3 separate regions of the Mus musculus genome follow, and all the other regions are linked to region 3. The links are chromatin contacts, called in public HiCAR-type and HiChIP or PLAC-seq maps. All regions are on one chromosome and are shown on one strand. Each heading gives the region's core, a stretch centred on a gene start, on an enhancer-like site or on the middle of the called end of the contact. The rest is flanking DNA. Distances are from core to core; before and after follow the strand shown.

Region 1 (2,700 bases), core at 29-2,528, 280 kb before region 3:
CTTTGGACAATTTTAATATGCAGTACAACCTCTATGTATTTTGCATCCTTTCTGAAACAGAGGAGACTTTGCTTCAGCCAAATACAGGCATCATTTTTACCCCGCTGGTGATCCCTGCATTCAATACAGATGAATGCATATCATGAATATAATGGGAGCGTGCTGACAGCTATTTCTCAGAGATTGTAACAAAAATGTAGTTTCCCTCTGTGCTTGAACCAGAAAACAAACAAGACTTCAGTAGCCTCAACAAAACTGGCTCTATGTTAGTTTGTCCAGGCTGCTGGCCCTGAATACTACAATGGGTAAGATGGTTTTAATCATTAAATGCATGTAAAGTGGAACTGAGTTCCATAGGATGTTCTATTACAGACTCTCTGCTTCAAGTTCAGCTTGAAGGGAGAATCGCCAGCAGGTCACTAAAGCCTTCTGGGTATCTGTGCTTTCTCCTCTTAGGGATGGAATGAGTTCACAGGACTTTTATGAAGATGGAAGGGTAAGCTTTTGTGTTTACAAAAGGGGTGTTTCTGTCTCAAGTTCTGTTTCATAGACCATTGTTCATTCAAACGCCATCCACTAGCATTGATTTTGGTGGCTACTAGGAAGCCATTTTGGACCACCAACTGTAGGCTCTGGGACTCTAGGCAATACCTTGTCTACTCTCAAGACTCTTGACAGTTCTTGTTCTCACAGAACATGCCCTAATACACAACCATATCAGGTTTGTTTATATGAGTTTATTTTATATGATTCTATCATCTAAACTCAACAGTGCATAGGTCTCCTGGCAGACATCAATCCCCACTTTTCATGAAGGTAGGTCCAGACTGCGACGCTGAATCAGAGGACTGAGTGAGGTCACAGGACTGATTCCCAGTCTTCCCCCAGGAGTCATCGTATCCACACAACAGACTGTGAGTTCCCTATGCAGGAAGCGTCTGCTCCCAATTAGATGCTCTTACATCTTGCTAAGCCTCCTGCTGCTGTTTTCTGCATATTTTATTATAATCTGTTCAGTGGGGATGACATACAGATGGTCAGTATTATGCCATTGTGTTGAAAGGTTCAGGGACTTCGGGGAACAAGAAATAGAAGCACTTTCTGGTATTTATAGTTTCAGAGTCCATCAATTTTCTGTCAACACAACTAAATTTGTCTTGCCTCTCCTTGCAAGTGGAATTATCTGGATGCGTAAAAGGGACAAAGTTAATGTGGTCTTGAGGATGATTCTGCAATGCTTTGTGAGGCATCCCTAGTTGCTAAGGGATGAGGGCGAGAGCATGCTAGTTCAGGGTCACGGGACAATGGAAGTAAAGAAAGCTGTGAAAGGCAGCTTCCCGGGGGGTTAGTCTTCAGAGCTGGATAAACATACTTGAAGAAGAGGGATTACTCTCGGGTCCACATTAGTAAAAGTGATCCCTTTACTCTTTAGCTCTAAGGACATAGAGGAGATTGTACAGAGAAAGCAGTGCTGGGGTGGGGCGAAGATGCCTCTATTAAAAAGGAATACTAACTCCCTTCCCTAGAGAAAGGATATTAGTCTAAAAGGGCTCGACAGCCATCAATATTTAATCAGCCCTTTTTCCTGTTTAGTCTGAACTTTTTCCTCTAGCATATAAAATAATGGAATCAATACATGACTTAATTTTTTTTTAAATCATATATTCTAACAGCTTAGAGCTGCTGGACACACCCTCTCAGGAACACTCCTGTAAGAGCAAGTTGTTGGCTTGTGTGCATGGATGGGAGATGCAGCTCAGGAGGCCAAGGCTTCCTGCTAGGTGGAAGGCCCACACACATGAGGCCCTGTGCTTTGTGATAGCAGATCTGTTTTTTGTTTGTTTGTTTTGAGACAGGGCTTCTCTGTGTAGCCCTGGCTGTCCTGGAACTCACTCTGTAGACCAGGCTGGCCTCGAACTCAGAAATCCACCTGCCTCTGCCTCCCAAGTGCTGGGATTAAAGGCGTGCGCCACCACCGCCCGGCCAGATCAGTTTAAATCAATAGAAAAATATACTAACCAACAATATTCTCATAGATAGCCAAGGAGTTTACAAAGGCTTTAAAGAGAAATGGGCCTCTAAGGTAAAAATCTCTCTATAACTGACACTTTCAAGGTTTATAAGGGATACCTTAGGAATTTTACATTGACAAGAGAATTTTTGGAGAATTACTCAACACTTACCTGTTTTCCAGGTTGTTGGGATTACTGGCACAAATCCATAGGTCAGGTAATCCTTTTTCCTGGTAATTGGAAGAGGAAGGCAGGACTCTCCATTTGAGACAAAGATCTGACCATTAAGACAAAAACACAAAAGAAATGAATCTATTTAAACAAACAAACAAACAAACAAACAAGTCAGTTCAGCCACACCCGAAGCAGTGGCCCTTTGAGCACACACCCCGTGCCTGTTGACTGTCTATTTCTGCCTTCCAGGAGCTATATGCAAAGCTCATCTAGAAATGTGCAATCATCATCGTGACTGCTCCAGCTCCCTCCAGACTGGTTGCTATTACTTGTGAGCAAGGAACCTCGCTAGACCACCCTCTCCCTCTTGACTCCCATAGTGTCCAGCCCACTCCCATCCATTCCACTTTCCATTCAGATCCACAGAACTGACAGAAAAAGTGAAAGTCAAGATCTATAAGTCATTCACGCACTGCCCTCCGCTGCCCCGCTCTTTCCCTTGATCTTACTCCAC
Region 2 (2,700 bases), core at 159-2,658, 330 kb before region 3:
CTGAGAACAACAGCAACTCTAGAGTCCTCTGCATTGTTTTACCTGGCTTTATGAGGGGAACTTCCTCCTCTTCTTCTTGTTTCAGTGAGACCTTGGTGCTGCTTTGATCCCAAACCTGAAAAACAAGTTCTACATTTAAAATTGTGCAAGCACATAGGACATATGACAGAGCGGAGCCAAGCCTTGAAAACGCAGCATCCACATCACAGGCGGCAGATCATAAGTAAATCAGCACCAAACTATGGTCAGGTTTTTGAGGCAGTGAACAGTCACTGGAGACGGCTATGGTGGTGAGCCCCTCCAGAATGACCATCTTTGAGACTCTACACTCATTCCTAGTATCTCTATAGACTTTTAAAATGACCTATTTATTTCTGAAATTGATCTTACATGTGGCTGTAACAGAGGCTGCAGCAAGTGAGTCAAGTATTCGATTCACTGGCAATAAATGTGTAGTTTGGGTGAGGTTCATCACACAGCTAAGACAAAGTAGGAGCTCAGCATCGGTGCAAGAAATGGAGGTTGCTGGCTGCTGTGGGGCTCACCTTTAATTCTAGTGCTCCAGCTTCAGATGCAGGCAGATCTCTATGAAGGATGTTTGTAAAGTCAGGGTGAGGAATAACATTCCTTAAATTAAATTGTAAACCTCACCTACCTAACATCACACTGGGAATTCTCCGGAGTCCCATGGACAGGGCTCAATGGAAACAAATTTACATTTCCAGAAGACAGCTCCATAGATGAGAGGAGGGGCATGCAGAAGGGGAAGGGGCACAGAGAAGTGGGAGGAGCACAGGGAAGGGGGAGGGGCATGGGGAAAGGGGAGATGAATTTGAATGTGACCTTCAAGGAAAAAAAAGAAACTCAGTATGATGCCTTTAAATATGTTGTAAATTTTATCAAGGTAGAAAAATAAGCAGTTAAAAAATTAATGACTTGGGCTAGCGGTTAAGAGCACTGGCTGCTCTTCCAAAGGTCATGAGTTCAATTCCCAGCAAACACATGGTGGCTCACAACCATCGGTAATTGGATCTAATGCCCTCTTCTGGAGTATCTGAAGACAGCAACAGTGTACTCATATAAACATAAAACAATAAATATTTTTTTTAAAAAATTAATGACGTAAAAGATTGAGAAAATAGAAAGAAGCCAAGGTTCTGCCCTGTCTTTTGTTTTGGGGACCCCACCCCCACCCCATGGACACCTGCAGAGGCAGCTTGTTTCCTTAAGATTCTTCATTCTGAGAGTTTCCTTAGCCTTCCTCAGCCATACACACCTCTAACCAAACATGGCCAGAAGAGAAGTCAAACTGCCTTTCCCCCTCTACCAGGAAACAACAGTGGATTCCTGCACACTTTGGAAACCAGCACTGTCTCAAGGCAGGTTAATAGGCACACCTGTAGCCTAGCAACTGAATAACTATAGCTGCCCATCATTGCCCTTGGCTTTTCCATTCAAACAGAAAGTAGAGCCTCCCAGGCAGGGGAAACAGTCGTTTTTCAGCTACTGTGGTGCAGTTAGAATATGTTCATGTTTACATTGCAACTATCTGAATTTTCCAGGAAAAGAAATGAAAATGCATATTTCTGAAGTTCATTTTGTGAAAATCTTGAGAGTGACTTTCAAATGTATGCCTTCCTATATTTCTGACACCTCATAAAATTAATAGTTTTCTCTGCTGTATAAAGAAAAGCTACATGATACTAAGCTTCTCTATATTTGGACTAAATAGCTTTGAGCAGGTTATAAGTAGCAAAATTTCCATAGCAGTTAGGAGTGACTGTAAGACAATCTCAGGAAAACTTTGCATGTCTTTGAATATCAGCACTTTAATGTGTGATGAGTCTGTTCATGTGTATCGATTTTCCTTGGTGACTTGGCTTATGATAAGACAAGCCCTTGTCCAGAGGAAGCATCTAATCTGAAGAAAACTGGCACTATTCCCAGCAAAGAACACTTCTTGTGAGTGCTCCTTTTTTTCCAGCATAATATTTTTATTGATTATTTGGGAATTTTACACCATGCACCCAAAGCTTACTTACTTTTGAGTCCTCCCAGGTCCACCCAAACTCTTATTACCTCGAAGAAGAAGAAGAAGAAGAAGAAGAAGAAGAAGAAGAAGGAGGAGGAGGAGGAGGAGGAGGAGGAGGAGGAGAAAGAAGGAGGAGGAGGAGGAGGAGGAGGAGGAGGAGAAAGAAGGAGGAGGAGGAGGAGAAGGGGAAGAGGAAGAAGGGGGAAGAGGAAGAAGGGGGAGGAGGAGAAGGGGAAGAAGAAGAAGAAGAAGAAGAAGAAGAAGAAGAAGAAGAAGAAGAAGAAGAAGAAGAAGAAGAAGAAGAAGAAGAAGAAGAAGAAAACAAAAGAAACAAACAAACAAACAAAAAACAAAAACCCTGAGTCCTTCCCCACATGCATCCCTGCCAAAAGCCCTCAACTGTGGAAAGACACACTTCAATGTCCTTATCACAATTTTTAAGAGTTGTCTTTAACAGTTTCCTTCCTAGGCTGTTACTTTTGGGGGGTGGGTTGTAGAACGGGGATAGGGGTTGTCATAGAAGCCTTCTACATCCCTCTCTCAACTGTGAGTCTGCAGTCATCGATACCATGGCAAAATTTGCTCCATTACCCTTTACAGCCCAGTAGAAGCATGGATCACGACTTCCACATGGTCTCCAGCATCATCACACACCACAGACCTCAGCA
Region 3 (2,700 bases), core at 136-2,635:
CCTCTCCCTTTTATTGCTGAGGATGGATAATAAATATTCAGTTTAATTAAGGGAACAACAACAACGACAACAAAAAAATCCCTAAGCACAGAAAGAAACACACACACACACACACACCAAAAAAAAAAAAAAAAAACCTAACAAATATTAAGCCTCTTCCAGCATATACACGACTAAACACACTCCTTGCCTCATTTAATCTTTATATAACTTCAGAACCACTACTGTATTTTCAACATGGAGGGCCAAAAGTTAAAAGCTTATTAAAGCCAGGTGGTCATGGCACATGCCTTTATCCCAGCACTCGGGAGGCAGAGGAAGGCGAATCTCTTCAGTTCCTGGCTAGCCTGGTCTACAAGAGTGAGTTACAGGACAGCCAGGGCTACAGAGAAACCTTGTTTCAGAAAGAAAAGAGAGGGTGGCACCCGGGAGGCAAACCAACCTGGTTTACAGAGCGAGTCCCGGGTACCCAGGACTACAGAGAAACAAAACAATAACTCACTAAATAAATAAGTAAAACCACCAGGTCACTTAGCTCCAAAACCTAGGTCTTTTCCACCCCCCCCCTCCTCCACCCCCGCAATTGTGGAAGTGACAATTTAGCATTTCCTGTTACTTGACACCTCAGTTCTCTCCCATCACAATAGGGACCGGCTTCCCAAGGACTAAGATTTACTTTTGCACAACCTCTTTATAAAGGATTCACTTTAGGACTTAACAAAATTCTTACAATAAAGAAAGATGAAAATGGCTGGCGGTTTCTTGGGGAGGAGTCCAGGAAAGTGCTCAGCATCCTATCCTGGCTACTACAGTTAGGAACCAGCAGGTCTGCCATGTCAAAATTCATAGATTCTGAGGGCCTATGGATAAATTAAGGGGCCTGGAAGCCCTGTAGCAGGCACTTTTGGGTTAAGCCCTCGGGTCCTCTCAGGTTAACTGGGGACTCCTTCCGAGGCTACCCAAAGCCTCAGTTTATACCCTGTTTTATCCCGGGACCAGCTACGGGATTCTAAATTCCTTCCTAACAAAGCATTCCTTCCAAAACACACCCTCCTCTCCTAACACATCTACACCCGGGCCCCAGGGTCTCGCGCAAGGCCACTTCGAGCGGGCCCGCCAAGCCACACACCTGCCTTTAAATAATAATTTTTTTTAAAAAAACAATTAAGGTTGTAACAAATTGTAACGCTCATTCTTCTCTTCTCCAAACAATGGCTGGCTATACTCAAAAATGAGGGGCCCTCATTTGGAAAGCCAAATTGTAAAAACAGTTCTCACCTTCTTGTCTCCAGCAGTCTCCATCTTGAGAATAGATGAATCCTCCGAAAGAAAGTTCTCCCAGCTTCCAAAAGACCTCTGACCTCAGCCGGCTTTTCAAAATCTCCTCCTACTTCCTGTTGTCTTGAGGCCCTCTTCCGTTCCCCTCCCCTTCTGGTCCCACCCTCAACAAAATTGTGATGCTAAAATCTCCTTTTGTGGCTGATTTTAATAAAATCCCCTTTTGTGTGGTTTAATTATTAGGCTTGTTTCCTCGAATTTTTTTTTGTTTGTTTTGTTTTGTTTTGTTTTTGAGGCAGAGTTTATCATTTCTTTGCCTGGCCAGAAATGCGCTTTGTATATTGTACTGTCTCAACCTCCGGAATACTGCGATTTAGAGGTGTGAGCTGCTACCCCCTGCTCCTGGCAACTGTAGATCTGGGATATTTAAAACTGTAATTATTGCTGGGCGTGGCAGCACACACCTTTAATCCCAGCATTAGAGATGCAGAGGCAGGTGGATCTCTCTGAGCTCCTGGTCAGCCTAGTCTACATAGTGAGACTCTATCTTAGAAAAAAGAAAAAAAAAAAAAAAAGGGAAGGAAGGAAGGAAGGAAGGAAGGAAGAAAGAAAGAAAGAAAGAAAGAAAGAAAGAAAGAAAGAAAGAAAGAAAGAAAGAAAGAAAGAAAGAAAGAAAGAAAGAACCTAAATATTGCTAAGGGAAAGTGAAGTTCCTAGAGAATTCTGAAAAGACTGCAAATTTATCTAATGGAATTAGCATCCTGAACAGGAATGAAAACAACCCAGTTGCTCCAGAAATCCTTTTCCATGAGATGGCAGGGGGTGGGGGTTGCATTGTTTTGGTGGTTTCAGGGCTCACCCTGGGCTTTGTTTCTGTGCACCAATCAATCTACCACTGAGCTACAATCCCAGCCCATAAAATTACAACTCTTTTAATTCTTCCCCATCCAACCCTCCTTTTTTGAAGTCTCCACGGACCTGCAGCATACTGAGGTCTTCCTGTCTCATCCTCCTGACTGCTAGGATTCAAGGTGTACCCCACCACACCTGGCCAGGGCTTGAATTTCTGATCTTCTAGCTTCCCCAGGGCTGGAATTCAGGCCACCGAGCCTGGTTCAAAACTGTAACTTTCTATCTGCCAACTGTTTTTTTTTTTTTTTTTAAAGATTTATTTATTTATTATATGGAAGTACATTGTAGCTGTCTTCAGACACTCCAGAAGGGGGAGTCAGATCTCGTTATGGATGGTTGTGAGCCACCATGTGGTTGCTGGGATTTGAACTCTGGACCTTTGGAAGAGCAGTCGGGTGCTCTTACCCACTGAGCCATCTCACCAGCCCTTTTTTTTTTTTTTTTTTTTCTGCCAACTGTTAAAAGGTTTTGTCGTTGCTAGTTGGTTGGTATTTGATAACAGGGTTTCTC

What was found. HiCAR-type assays count read pairs that join an accessible place to other places. HiChIP or PLAC-seq counts read pairs in DNA pulled down with a chosen protein or histone mark.
Region 1: a HiCAR-type map of embryonic stem cells shows a contact between it and region 3, with 2.9 times the contacts expected there. The contact joins the enhancer-like site here to the promoter of Dppa4 in region 3. A contact is called at or near these places in 3 of 39 promoter capture datasets (hippocampal neurons and liver), 7 of 484 Hi-C or Micro-C datasets (cerebral cortex, embryonic stem cells, liver and 2 more), 2 of 115 datasets of contacts at active chromatin or transcription factors (both in embryonic stem cells) and 1 of 9 other capture datasets (pancreatic islet).
Region 2: a contact with region 3 is called in an H3K27ac HiChIP or PLAC-seq map of embryonic stem cells, with 10 read pairs. The contact joins the enhancer-like site here to the promoter of Dppa4 in region 3. A contact is called at or near these places in 4 of 39 promoter capture datasets (embryonic stem cells and stem cell-derived epiblast-like cells), 3 of 484 Hi-C or Micro-C datasets (all in embryonic stem cells) and 7 of 115 datasets of contacts at active chromatin or transcription factors (all in embryonic stem cells).

What each region holds. Positions count from the first base shown.
Region 1 is chr16:48,561,124-48,563,823 of GRCm38.p6, reverse strand. It overlaps Morc1 (microrchidia 1), which reads right to left. Exons shown (of 27, transcript NM_010816.1): 16 at 2,184-2,289. Among named protein-coding and RNA genes, the nearest start is that of Gm41458, 51 kb to the left of the region's middle. Within about 2 kb of position 1,278, at least 14 of the 459 cell types and tissues checked have an H3K27ac peak or open chromatin away from gene starts, as enhancers often do. A contact at or near this core is called in embryonic stem cells, where this site is marked.
Region 2 is chr16:48,609,704-48,612,403 of GRCm38.p6, reverse strand. Morc1 (microrchidia 1) reads right to left here. Exons shown (of 27, transcript NM_010816.1): 21 at 43-115. The region is part of intron 1 of Gm41458 (a long non-coding RNA gene); the gene reads left to right. Among named protein-coding and RNA genes, the nearest start is that of Gm41458, 2.8 kb to the left of the region's middle. Within about 2 kb of position 1,408, at least 4 of the 459 cell types and tissues checked have an H3K27ac peak or open chromatin away from gene starts, as enhancers often do. A contact at or near this core is called in embryonic stem cells, where this site is marked.
Region 3 is chr16:48,282,420-48,285,119 of GRCm38.p6, reverse strand. Dppa4 (developmental pluripotency associated 4) reads right to left here and starts at 1,385. Exons shown (of 7, transcript NM_028610.2): 1 at 1,279-1,385. The coding sequence starts at 1,302.